Linked DNA regions of Xenopus laevis: region 2 is linked to region 1. The links are chromatin contacts, called in public Hi-C maps. All regions are on one chromosome and are shown on one strand. Each heading gives the region's core, a stretch centred on a gene start, on an enhancer-like site or on the middle of the called end of the contact. The rest is flanking DNA. Distances are from core to core; before and after follow the strand shown. Region 1 has its middle 29 kb from the start of tamalin.L. Region 2 has its middle 30 kb from the start of LOC108708539.

Evidence for each region. A called contact is a pair of places that touch in the nucleus more often than the background predicts.
Region 2: a contact with region 1 is called in a Hi-C map of the XL177 cell line, with 4 times the contacts expected there. The contact joins two enhancer-like sites. A contact is called at or near these places in 3 of 4 Hi-C or Micro-C datasets (the XL177 cell line, the XTC cell line and animal cap).

Annotation. Positions count from the first base shown.
Region 1 is chr2L:141,677,949-141,684,769 of Xenopus_laevis_v10.1, reverse strand. No RefSeq gene overlaps it. Among protein-coding and RNA genes, the nearest start is that of tamalin.L, 29 kb to the left of the region's middle. Within about 2 kb of position 5,494, at least 1 of the 7 cell types and tissues checked has an H3K27ac peak or open chromatin away from gene starts, as enhancers often do.
Region 2 is chr2L:141,784,637-141,791,918 of Xenopus_laevis_v10.1, reverse strand. No RefSeq gene overlaps it. Among protein-coding and RNA genes, the nearest start is that of LOC108708539, 30 kb to the right of the region's middle. Within about 2 kb of position 2,553, at least 1 of the 7 cell types and tissues checked has an H3K27ac peak or open chromatin away from gene starts, as enhancers often do.

The DNA of each region.
Region 1 (6,821 bases), core at 4,245-6,744:
GCAGCTTTACTTATTAAAAGCAGCTGATTTTGTTTTTGTTCCTTGTCCTTTGTGTTGGGAGGTTAAGTGAGACAGAACAGGAGATGGGAGAGGTCATAAACTGCTGAGCTTTCCTTCCTTCAGATCCCTCCATATATTGTTCTATGAGGCAGAGACAGTGGTTATATATGTAGCCCTACTGACAATGAGCTCAGTCGTATTCAGTAGGAAGGTGCCCACCTGTTGTAGAGTCTTGTGCGGGTCAGTTTTTTGAAACCCATACCCAACCTGTGCCTGCAATTTGACCAGCAATAGGCCAACTAACCTTCCGACACGGGGACAGGTAAAACCAGAAGTTCCGTCACATTTGCCCGGAAGTGACGTCACTTCTATGCCGAATCTTCCCAGATAAATTTAAAAACTGGAAGAACCAGAAGGGTGGGTGGAAGGGATCAAGCCTGCACCTTTGTTGACTACTCAGCTGGGTTACCTGTGGATTACCTGCACGGCCCAGGAATCAGGGACTTTTTATGCGGGTATTCCGCGGGTACCCGATCCAATGCAGGACTCTAACCAGTTGGTTTCCAGGCTTCCAGGGGTTCTACTCATTGTAAAGTGTTCTCAAATGCAAATGGCAATAATTTCTATATTGTGTTAAGGATTTCCCTGGGGTATTCAGCACAGGAATGTTATACCTGATCAGAAATAAAGAATATTTTTTTAGATGTTTGGAACGGTGACATTTCTGGATTCACTGACTCATAATGCCCCTCATCCATAACATGTGCAGATTGTGGACAGTGGTTAAGAGGTCCCAGAATTATTACCAAGGGGACATGTTACTCTGCTAAACACATGGAAAATGGTGCCACTACATCCAACCCCAAGATTCTGCACTTAGATAACACGAATGAACTTGAACCCTGATTAATATTAAATTAACTGACCAGCTGCAGATGGCCATGTCGGTGGACCTCTTGTAGTTGACTATATGTATTTTGTGGTCACACCCTCATTGCACCCCCGCCTAATGGCTTTAAAAAATAGTGGTGAGCACAACTTTCCCTTGTTTGTTATAGTTATACAGGAGCAGTGACCAGCTCCATGTTGTAGCTCCCACCCTTCCCAGCTATAGTCAGGTGATCCCACTGGTGTCTAATAAAAGGGCAGCCAAGTTTGGGAGTTTTACTTTGAAAAGCAGCTAGTAAGTTGCAGGTAAAACGTATTCGTCCCTTTTATAAAATGTATAATTAAACCATAGAATTCTTAATGAATCAGATGAAAATTGAGCATAGGACTGGCCAGATATGGGATGACTTTGACGTAGTTGGCCAGCTTAAATATATTGCAATATATGGACAAACAATCCCTGTTTTGTTTAAAGGGTAAGGCATTTTTCAGTAGCAGTATGCACAAAATGTCTCTGTCTTAAATATATTGATAATGGGTTGAGTGCAGAGGACCTCTTGTAGTTGACTACATGTCGGTGGTCAGGTCATAAGACCAGTCAGCAGTGTAGAAGAATATAATAAACTGCTGAATGGGCTTCTGGAGTAGCTGTTCGGAATAGTAGTTGGACTACAGAAAGAATGAAGGAGTTGCAAGTCCTGCTACCAAGAATAAAGTAGGTAAAGGGAATGGACAGGACCAGAACTAGGGGAAGGCAGAAGAGTCATGTGTCTAGGGCACAAACCTTGGGGGGCTCCAGGCACGTACCTTCCCTGTCGCCTACCCCTAGTCCAGCAGTGTTACCTCACTGATGGGCCAATCGAGTTTCTGCTGATGCGCGCCTATCTGCCAGGCTCACTTGCATATGGTTGAGCTCTCGTTCCCACATGGTCATGTGCGGCGGGGCAGAGGGGGCGACGCAACAGGATGGGTTGCCTGGGGCACCTGGCCCAAATGCTCCTGGCACTGGGAAGATGTGTCTTATTTCACCTTTGTTGCCTATATTGGTCCCTTATATCCCCAACCTTTTTTTTACACGTGAGCCATGTTTACATAAAAAATGTTTACATAAATTGTACTGTACATGTTTTCTATAAAAATATTTGGGGAATAACACAAACATGAAAAACGCATCTAGGGTTGCCAAATAAGGGCCGTTTGGTAGCCCCTATGTGGACTGGCAGCCTACAGGTTGGTCTGTTTGGCACTTGGTTTTTATGATATAACTTGTCTCCAAGCCAAAAATAAGCACCTGCTTTGAAGCCACTGGGAGCAACATCAAAGAGGTTGGTGAGTAACATGTTACTCAAGAACCACTGGTTGGGGATCACTGGGCTACAATTTGGGTAGAAACACTGCATTAGCTAATTCAGTGAGCTGATACTCTAGGAAGCCTGGATATTTAGTATATATGTACATGGGCAAGTCCAGTCTTCACAAAAACAGCCAAAATTTAAGTCCTGAAGTGGCGAAAAGACCCAAAGTCACGAAAGGAGGCGAAGTTGAAGTCCTGAAGCCATGAGTTCAATTCTACTGATCACCAATTTGTGTTTTTTTTTAAAAAAAAATTTTAATCCCCTGGCCACCAATGTATTATTTTAATATTCTTTAAGCCCCTGCCACCAATGTTTTTTAAAAAAAATATTTTTTGGGGCCCCAATTTTTTTAAACTTGTAAGGGGGCCTTGGTACCAATGTTTTTTTAAAAAATATTTTTTGGCCCCAATTTTTTTAACTTGTAACGAGGACCTTGGCACCAATGCTTGTTTTTAAAAATATTCTTTGGGGCCCCAATTTATTTTAATTTGTAATGGGGGCCCTGGCACCAATGCTTTTAAAAAAAAACTTTTATGGGGGGCCCTGGCGCCAATGTTTTTTTTTAACTTATAAGGAGGCCCTGACCATCAATAGCTTTTTATAACTTGTGTGTGTGTGGGGGGTTACTTTTTTTAGCGCTGATATCTGTGTTGTCTTTTAACTCTGATTTGGAGTGGGCGGGATCTGGGGTGGGGCTTGGGCGCTAGGGTGGGCGGGGCCCAGAAAATTTCCTGCATGTGCCTATTATAATTACTCTCTATCCACATGTTTTCAAGAAAAAATACCAAGGAAGGTTAAAAAACATAAGTAAGGACATTAAAGGTTAAAAAACATAAGTAAGGACATTAAAGGGATACTGTCATGGGAAAAGAATTTTTTTTAAAAATAAATCAGCTAATAGTGCTGCTCCAGCAGAATTCTGATCTGAAATCCATTTCTCAAAAGAGCAAACAGATTTTTTTATATTCAATTTTGAAATCTGACATGGGGCTAGACATATTGTCAATTTCCCAGCTGCCCCAAGTCATGTGACGTGTGCTCTGATAAACTTCAATCACTCTTTACTGCTGTACTGCAAGTTGGAGTGATATCACCCCTCCCTTTTTCCCCCCCCCAGCAGCCAAACAAAAGAATGATGGGAAGGTAACCAGATAGCAGCTCCCTAACACAAGATAACAGCTGCCTGGTAGATCTAAGAACAGCACTCAATAGTAAAAACCCATGTCCCACTGAGACACATTCAGTTACATTGAGAAGAAAAACAGCAGCCTGCCAGAAAGCATTTCTCTCCTAAAGTGCAGGCACAAGTCACATGACTGGGGGCAGCTGGGAAATTGACAAAATGTTTAGCCCCATGTCCGATTTCAAAATTGAATATAAAAAAATCTGTTTTTTTTTTTGAGAAATGGATTTCAGTGCAGAATTCTGCTGAAGTAGCACTATTAACTGATGCGTTTTGAAAAAAAAAACATGTTTTCCGATGACAGGATCCCTTTAAGGATGAGCAGATATTTTAGTTGTGTAGCAAAAGATATCTCTGTCACCCCTTTGCAAAACAACCTACTCTGAGTTTCCATGTTGATTTTCTTTTAGATTCTTCTATTGTCCCACCTGGGGTGTAACATACATGGTGCTCTGGCGCCCTCTGTCTGCATTTACTAGTCATCTACTAATCATTATACATCAGTCCACATGCATCTAACACAAACACATTCTTTGTGAGCTAATAGGTTTCAGTACAGAGAGGAAAGTTGTGGTTTAACAACATAAAGAAGGAAAAGCTACTGCTTTCCATACAGCTTTGAGAATATTATGTGTCCAACTCTGCAGATTCCGGCCAGGCAGTTGTCCTGGGTGGGCCGGGCTCATTGGGTTTTCTCTCAGTGTTCCACCAACTCTGCTAACATGTTTTGCTGAAGAAGGGCTATTGCAGTTCAACAACAGCTGGAGGGCCACAGACTGAGCTCCATGACAGGAAATGATACACAGTGTAATTATATGTCAGTTGTACATCACATGATTATGATTTGCGCTGAATTCAGGATTCGTTTCAGGTTTTGCGGCACGGGGCCCAATTGGCCCTCAGGTTCCTTGGGAGTACACACTAGGCTAGTTATTTGATATGGCAGCTCTTAGGCTTACCTGTGTGGCTGCAGGGTTAATTTGAGTTTGTCAGGCAGTGTAAGAGTTGCAATGCATGATGGGGTTTATCATACCTCCCAACATTTTGCAAACAGAAAGAGGGACAGAAAGATTTTCCGCGCGTATATTTGCAAAACACATCCCCTAATTACTATGTCCATTTTACAAAATTTGGCATATAATGAAAGTTTGAACACATTACTATGGTTTTTATCTGTTATTACAGTTTTGCTAATGAAGGTGAATTGCCCTTTAAGCTGTGAGTCTTCGTTCTTATCTAAAACTGTTACAAAAGTATATTAAGTATGTATTCTGGGTTCTCTGCCAAGAGTCAATTAAGTTAGAAACTTTGTATCTTTTTCCGGCTGTGTTCAGTGCAGCAGATCAAAGCAAAACTCGGGCAATGTCAGTACAAAAGGGATTTGGCAATGTCAGTCACCACCCACCCCTTGATTGATTGTTTATTTTAAAGAAAGAAATTAATTAAAAAACTAAGAATTTTTGTTTGAGTTATAAAAAGTTATATTGGCGCAGCTGTGTGCAGGTAAGTCCTGGGGGCCTGGGTTGTTGTGGCAGGGGTTAAAGGTAATATGAATTAAGGCGGTCTGCTGGGGGGTTGAGAAGAGGCTAGCTGGGTACTGATGAATGGAATTCTCTATATTATCTGTTTTAGGGCTCTTACATACGGCCGTTTTTGCCTGCGCTCCCCTGCGTTGTGCTTTCTTCTGTTCAGCCGCAGGGGAGCGCAGGAGTAGACGCATTCATTATGAAGGGGGCTGTACTCACACAGACGCATGTAAGTGCCAAACGCAGGTTGAGACGCAGTGTGTTGCATTTCACCTGCGTTCAGCACATACATGCGTCTGTGTGAGTACAGCCCCATCATAATAATTCACTGTGTCTACTCCTGCGCTCCCCTGTGGCTGAACGGAATAAAGTGCAACGCAGGGGAGCGCAGGCAAAAACGCATTGGTTTAGGTGAATGTGAATTGCCAATGGTAATAATAAATATTTTCAACTGCAGCCTTTCTCCACCTAATAACTTGTCACATGTTTATTCTGGGTTGATTGTTTGTATGGCTGTGTGCGTGTTACTCGCCCCATGGCCTTTTTAGCAGGATTCGGCCAAATCCAAGTGCCAAACCGAAATTGATTCCTTAAAATCATGTGACTTTTTGTCACACAAAGAAAATAGGGATTATTTTACCTTGTGCAGAGAGTGTGGTTCCTTTTAACCCATCATAGGCCTAATTTGTATATGTTAATTAGGGTTCAGGATTCGTCTGAATCCTTTGATGAGAATTCTGTGCATTCCTAGTTTCATGCTTCCAATGTTTTTGTGCCACTGCTCCCTTATTCTATTTAGTGCACACAATAGAGTTGAATCCCCCCCCCCCAATCTGCTCGAATATAATAGAAAGGCTGCTGGCTCCAAGAAGGAAAAAGGGAGTTCACCGCATTCCTAAACTGGTGACAGTTCCTGCTCTGTAGCGACAGGCTTCTGAGTCGTGTTGTGCAGCACAGACACAAAACTATTTTTTCGTTGACGTGGAAATGGGATTTTCAGCATCTGCTTCTAATATCGACTACAGAAAATAACACTTAGATGCTGAGCAACATAACACTGCACTTTTCTGTAAAAAAAAAAACCAACTAAATATGAACTTTAAAAAAGAAGTAAACAATGTAGAGATTGTAAACACTAAGGGCTTTTACACACGGGTCGTTTTTTGTGCGCTCCCCTGCGTTGCACTTTCTCCCGTTCAGCCGCAGGGGAGCTCAGGAGTAGACTCAATTATTGTGAAGGGGGCTGTACTCACACAGACGCATGTATGCGCCGAACACAGGTAAAATGCAACATGCTGCGTCCCAACTGCGTTTGGCGCTTACATGCGTCTGTGTGAGTACAGCCCCATTCACAATAATTGAGTGCGTCTACGCCTGAGCTCCCCTACGGCTGAACGGAAGAAAGCGCAACGCATGGGAGCGCAGGAAAAACTGCCGTGTGTAAGAGCCCTAAGGGAACCAATGTGTACTCATTACCCAGGTTACATGTCATACATGAGCCTATCTTAGTGCTAGTTGACCCAGAGGAAGATGAAACATCATCTGAAGCCTTTACAATTTGCCTCAGAGGGGGGAAAGTTCCTTCTTGACTCTGAAACAGTAATCAGACCAGTCTCTGATTCATTTGTATTATGAGATAAATCAGCAACCCTTTTTCTTCTAAAAAAAAAACCAAACAAACAAAAAAAAGCCATCCAACTCCTTGTTAAAGCTATCAGCCTGGTAAATGAAGCTTTAGAGAGGTTACTCTGTAGTCCCCTTATATACAGGTATTTATCACATCTCCCTCCACTAAACACCTCTTCTCCATTGTATGATTCTCCTCTAGTGTTTCCTCTACTCTCCTGTAAGCAGAGCAACATCAGAGGA
Region 2 (7,282 bases), core at 1,304-3,803, 110 kb before region 1:
ATTAAAATGCATGTATATAGCGCCAACATATTGCGCAGCGCTGTCCGCATTATTACCCTCCATAACTGGCTCTTTGCTAAGAGATAAACCTGTCTAAGCTTTTATCTCATGAAAACCCCAGCCTAAGAAGATTGCTTTTTCTAGAACTGAAGCCTATTATGGTGTTTATGAATGAAGTCAGACCTGAACTTCTATAGAAATGGCCAGTAAGGGTTACAGCCTGATGGACAGGTATCAGTAGAAGGAGCTGAACCCTGCATTTAACATTTGGAAGTAACTATAAATATGTTTTAGGCTAGTGGGTGGCCTAGCTGTCCATAACAAGTTAGATATTTGATTATACATGATATACATATGATGGCCAAACCTGTTGCCTTATAATTGTTATTGACCTGTGAAGCATGCATAGACTATGGTGTCTATATATAAACATTACTGGTGATGTTGCTCATAGCAACTAATCAGATTGTTGATTTTGTTTTCTAACTGTTGACATCTAAATGCTGATTGGTTGCTCTGGGCAACATCACAGATTTAATTCTCTCCACTTTTTACACAGCATGATAAATAGACCCCTATGTCACACATACAGATTTACACACACACATTGTCAGGCACACGCAAAAACACAAACTCTCACACACACACCTTGCAGGTGTCAGGTACTTACCAGTCTTCTGGGAGATACGGCTCTTCGGCGCAATGCGTTCCAGCGTTGCGTTCCAGTGACGTCACAACGTGTGCGCCGTGACGCCGCCGCAGGAGATTTGCTGGACGCATCGTATTGACGCAGGCGACGGTATTTCTTTCGGCGCAGAGTTTCTCCCAGTGCTCGGACATCGTTTTCCTAGCTGATTTGAGTACGTTTCTCTGATAATTACTAAACTTTGGTTTTGACCCTGTTTCTGCCTGTTTGACTACGCTCCTGCTTAACCCTTGGAACCCTGCTTGTTATATTTGAACTCCTGTTGCCGAACCTGCTTGCTTTGACTACGCTTCTGTGTTAACCCTTTGAGCCCTGCTTGATATATTGAACTCCTGTTGCCAAACCTGCTTGCCTTTTGACTACGCTGCTGTATTAACCCTTGGAACCCTGCCTGTACCTGTTTTCCTGTTGCCGAACTTTTGCCTGTTATCGAATACGCATTCTTGCCTTGACTCTTGTCTACCATCTGAACGTTTATCACCACTGCGACCCAGTTTATCCTACTCGAATACTCTTCAGTCTTCACCCTGGGAACCCTCTTCCTGTGATATTCCATCTATGTGACGCCATCTGCTCAATCTGTGAGTGTAGCAAAGCGGTTATTGTATAACAGTCTGTATGAGTCAGCGCTAAAAGCTAGGAGAAATAAGAATGCAGCATAAAGAGAATCTAAGTGTAGCGGGTTGTTGGTAGTTGTAGTTCCACACAGTAATTCTACTTTAAGGGGCTTGATTACTTGTTACTTCCACCACATGTCTTACTTATAAGTTGGATACTTACAAACGTTTGAAGACTTTTAGGCATTCAAATATAACCAGGGTAGTCTGCTCTGTGGCTGTTCCGTGCTGTCGGAAAATATAGAGCGCAGAAGGTAGTGCAAAACCTTTTTATTAACGTGTAAATAAAAACAATTGTTCCACTCACATTTTAGAAGATTTTTAAGGCGTATCGAATCTCCACTTGGGGAAAATTACTATGCGTGTTATTAGCCTGGTGTCAGCTCCAACCTGCGTTGCTTCCACCCGCTGTAGCTCTCCTAGGCGCTGCATTTTTATTTCTCCTAGCTTTTAGCGCTGACTCATACAGACTGTTATATTGTGATTGCCACCCGAGAAGAAAACGGGATAAACTGAGTCGGAACCAAAGGAGAATTCTGGGAACTGTAGTTTTACCACAAAGCGGTTATTGTGTCATCTGTGCTGATTGTCATTTTGCCAACTACTCTTCCATAATTACCTGCAGTTGACGCTAAGGTGATTGCCGCAACAGTTCCTGTGACGTCCTCCCTACTCTTAACTACTCCAGCAACTAATCCTGCATCTTCCTATATCTCTACAGACACCAGACCTGCTCCTCCACAGACCGGCGCATCCTGCCAGGAATCCCAGGCTCCCATACTACACCTTCACTGATCTCCCTCTGTTACCAGTGGATGGTGTATTGGTAGAGGAGCTGTAAGGGTTGTCTTCCTCCCATCCGTGGTCCCTCCCGGTTCGGTAAGTCTGACAGCAGGACAGATATTATGTTTCTTCCTTCGACTCCCGATGTATACATGCTATTTCAAGTTGGCCCATTAAAATAATTTTTTAAAGTTCTTTTTATCTAAGTAAATGATGTGTAATTTGTATGGGATGTGTAATTTGGATAATGTATATCTGTACTTTAGCCTGGAGCCAGTTTGATGGGTTAGTGTATGTACTAATGGGTACTTTGTGGCCTGGGTAAATACATAGCAGCGTGTATCTCACCAGTGCTGAAACAGGAAGTGCATCTGGGTGGGAACCTCACACAAGGCATTGCACAACATCCCAGAGGAAAGCAGACAGGAAGGGCTGGAAGAGACACATCTTACATGGTTCTAAAGCATGACTCTGTCTGTGTACTCTGCCTTATTCTTCCAACTCAAGCACAGTCTCTCACCCATCCATAGGCTAGCCAGGGCGTACATGCAGATTGTTCTATTAAAGGGGCAATTCACATTTAGTATGCAATAGAATGGCCTATTCCTAGCAAGTTTTCAGTTGGTCTTTAGTTTGTATTATTTATTGCATATTTGCGTTCCTCTTCTGCTTCTTTCCTGACCCTTTTATTGTTGCTTAGTATTACATTCTATTCAATTCCTCTGCTATTTATTTCCCAGGCTATGGTAACATGGCCTGATAAAAAGAATAAAAAATGAAGCCCAACTGCAAATTTTCTCAGAATGTCACTGCCTTCCTCATTCTAAAAGTACAGTAATGTAAAAGGAACAGTAACTCCAAGAAATTAAAGTAATTATCATATAATATACTGGCAGCATGCACTGGAAAAGCTACATGTTTGCTTCAGAAAGACTACTATAGTTTATATAAACAAGCTGCTGTGTGACTATGGAGGCAGCCATTCAAGCTGGAAAAAAGGAGAAAAGTACAGGTTACATAGCACATAACAGATAAGCCCTGTCCAATACAATTGTGTTTTTTCTGTGATGTGCTATGTTACCTGTGCCTTTTTCCAGCTTGGCTACACAGCAGCTGAGTTATTTTAAAGCACTTTCAACTTTTCAAAAGAAAACTACCTGTTGATCTATGAAATGTTTTCTTTGTGGTAGATCCATTGTACCCTGACGCTTTATTGGGAGGAGTTCTTGAAGATGCAAACTAGTGATAAAGTAAAATGACATTAATGTTTAAAAGCAAGACAAGAACATAGGGGAATAGGGGTTTAGTCATTACCCTGCTAGGATGCCTAGTAGGCATAGTGTGTCCTTGGGGGGAAGAAGGGAGCTCTACATTGGCCAGGGGTGTCATGCAATAGAATGGCCTATTCCTAGCAAGTTTTCAGTTGGTCTTTAGTTTTTATTATTTACTGCGTATTTGCCTTCCTCTTCTGCTTCTTTCCTGACCCTGACAGTAAAAAAAAAAAATTTGCTGAGACTACAATTTTATTTTTATTGTTGCTTAGTATTACATTCTATTCAATTCCTTTGCTATTTATTTCCCAGGCTATGGTAACTTGGACTCAAGCTGCTACAATATCAAACTGAGGGTTTAGTCATTCCCCTGCTAGTATGCCTAGTAGGGATAGCATGTCCTTGGGAGAAGAGGGGAGCTCTTCATTGGCCAGGGGTGTCACGCGGGTTAACTAGTCTGTGAGAGGAGATTATACAAGTCAAGGGTCAATGGACTCCATTTGGACTCCACTTGCTGAACAGGGTGGGTGTTACTAACAGCTAGGGTTGCCACCTTTTTTGGAAAAAAATACCGGCCTATATTCTTGCCTTTTTTCCTATTAATAACATTGCCATCAAGCATCATTTTTACCGGCCAGGCCGGTAAAATACCGGCAAGGTGGCAACCCTACTAACAGCCTGAGGAATGAGGCATCAGTAGGATGAACAAGTTCTTGAAGTAGGACTAGCTAATGTGAGGGCCAGCTCCAGTAAACCTAACTTTAGGAGTGTGACATAAACTTAAGGTAGTTAGTAGAGCAGCCAGAGGCTTCAGTGAGGAGAACAGAAGTGTTAGCACCCTGGGAATAACCCATCATCAAACATATATCCTCAGGTACAGTAAGGAGGACAAAGAGGAGCACCAAAGCGAGGGTCTTGTAGTCTGTAGCTGGACACCTGTTGAGTGAATACTACATCTGATTGAAACTACTAACCTGCTTGTGTGTATGTCTAAGATCTCAGAAGTTACTGTATATACAGGGTACCATCTGAAAGGAAGATCTGTGAAACTTATTGAAAGAAAGGCTTTATTGTAACTTGTGAATAAGAATGAGTTTACTGTGTTTTAAAGAACCGCTGGCCCCAGCCCTGGATTTGGATTCAAACAAGGCACTGGCATTTCAAGTGCACAGAGGCCTAAACATCACCCCGCCAGCCCACTCAATAGTGACTGCATACAGATTCTGCCAGCACTCCCTCTGGTACTTGCCAGAATCCACAGATTGCCAGTCCTGGTCTGGCTGGCACCCAAGTTGTTGTAAAGAAGTAAAGTATTTCAACATGGACACTTCCTCCAGTATTAAAGCAAGGACCCACCCAATAGAAAGTCCTATGTATCATGTTGTCTGTGGGGAGCAGTGGATCTAAATACAGTTAAACATGTACAGTTGATCAATAAACAACACTCCACAGGCACTGCCTTCAGAGGTGGGACTGTAATCAAGTATACACAGAACATGTATATGCTGGTAGTCACCAAACTTGTGATGTTAGTGGGTGAGACTGCCAATCCTGAAACTTATATGCCATTAACTTATCATTTCAGATAGGTAATTCTCATCACCAACATGCCAACTTTTGCATTATAAAGGCAGGACATGTCAAAATATGTGGAACTACAATTTGTTTATAGGGAACATGGTGGTCACATGGTTCATAAGAGCAGGAGGGCTTTAGCATTGCCATCCCTGTATCTTTATAACCATGTCAGCTTTCTAAACCAATCCCTATGATGTACAAGACACTTACCTGATCAAAGAAATGGGCATGACACAAACACACCTAATGTTGAGAATCTATTTTAATCTAGCTCCATTTCAGTAAACACAGAATGGTTTGCAAAACAATACTTTTTCGTAACTAATTCTAGTCTATTGACTTTTATGAATTGTTCAAATTTGCTTTGAGGATCTCAGTATAATAACTATTCAAATCTATGGACGCTTGTTATCTCACAGATAGACTATTCAGTACTTTCATCTCAAGTTCTGGCTTGCGCTTCTCTTTATAAAATAAACTCTCTCCAAGAGACTCACCAGTGTAGACGTGCAACTCATGTTTCATATTTTCTCAGTTGATTCAACACACAGACACACAATGGCTCCAAAGCCATTCCTACCAGACTAATTGTCTTTCATCTCTTGAAAAACTAGCAACTTCTGTGCTTACTGAGGAATTAATTATTCAAAGATGTCTTTTAGGGACTGTCGGTCTTTTGTCTTGCCTTTTGTTCATGGTTCATTTCACTGTTTACGTATGTATATTATATATGGAGCCACAAAATAACTTGCTAACACCTAAACAATAAAACTAAAGTACATGTTGCCCCTTAATGCTTGAAAGAGTATCACACATGTCCAATTGTTCATTCATTACAGAAGTATTTTTTCTGGTGAAAAAAAAAATGTTTCTGCCCTTTGTCTATTAAAATATGTATTTGGGCAATGGGCAAGTGTGCATTATGCACTGCATTCGTTAACTTCACCATTTGTATGTCTGCTTAAATAAGAAAATGGGGCAAAGTAACCAAGCTAGGGGAGTATTTCCCTGGGGAAATTATAGTGGGAGAGTTTAATGTTGCCCCACTGAGGCACAAGTAGCCTTTGTAACAGGCAGGATCAGGTGACCCCTATAAGTATAAAGGTTGAGACTCTCAGATTCCCCCCTTAGAGAATAGTTTAAGTCTAGAGCCGGCTTAGAAAGTCTCAATAAAGGGCTGTGTGTTGTGGATCTAAAGGACTAACAAAGTGATGGCTACATCTACATCTTGGTCCTAAAATAGCATCAAAGATGGTGGAGATGAACAGCCTGAGCTCTAATGAGAAAAGCTAGTGGGTCAGTACCCCACTAATACACTAAAGTGACAATGTGAGGGGTAAAGTGTGCCCGGAGTGGGCACTGGTAAGAATGCAGTGAATATTCCAGTGCTGATTATTGCTAAGCTGCTATTTTTTTCCCTATTTTTATTCATGTCGCTGTCTGTTCCCCCTGTCAGCAATACTATGTTGTAAATAAATATATAGATTCAGTACCTACAAAATTTTAAGCAACAATTAGTGGTTTTTTTTTCGTTTTTGCTGGTGTCCACAAAGAATGCACAGCATAGTAGGAACCAAAGCTGCTAAATATATATGGACAGAAAGTGAGCAGAACTTAAGCTTCCACTGTAATGTCACTTACCATGTGTATCGGTACATACAGTTCATACATTCAGTATGTACAAAGCAGGAGCACTAGAGGACCCGTGGAACAAGGGAGCCTTGTATATAATGCTTGGAGTTACTCTTGCCTCTGTGCAAGCTTCTCTCTGTGCCTTGTGCTACATTTGTACACCTTGTATGGTAAACTACATGGGCTCTAACAAGTGCAAAACTGTGCTCCTTAGCCCTTCAGCACTTGTGCTCCTGCTCAAACTAAAGCACTTTTCGTCCATCTCTTTAATAGAGCTGTTTGAGTGAGAAGAGCTAGAAGCTGGGATAGTTGCCACTTACGTTGAAGAAGTTTGCTGACTGCTACACAGTACTTCTTGGCCTTAACTAGGTTCAGTTTTCTTTTGTTAAAGCTATTAACCTATGACTAAAGAAGACAAGGGCTTCCAAAAAAAGTGGTATGGTTATAAATAACTTAATTTAATCTATAGCATCTGCTTTAGCCATTACTTGTGCAGGGAGTTATTATCTACTTTTGGTCTCAATAAAGCCGTCCATATGGAGGCGGTTATTTGCTTTTCGTATGTAACTAAGCCAACTTGAAGGGAAGAGCGCGGTTACTCTAAAAATGGAAATAATGTGCTTTGGGTTCATATCTTCTATAAATGCAGCGTTAAATGTATTTAAAAAAGGTTTAGTGTCCCACTGTGCATTACT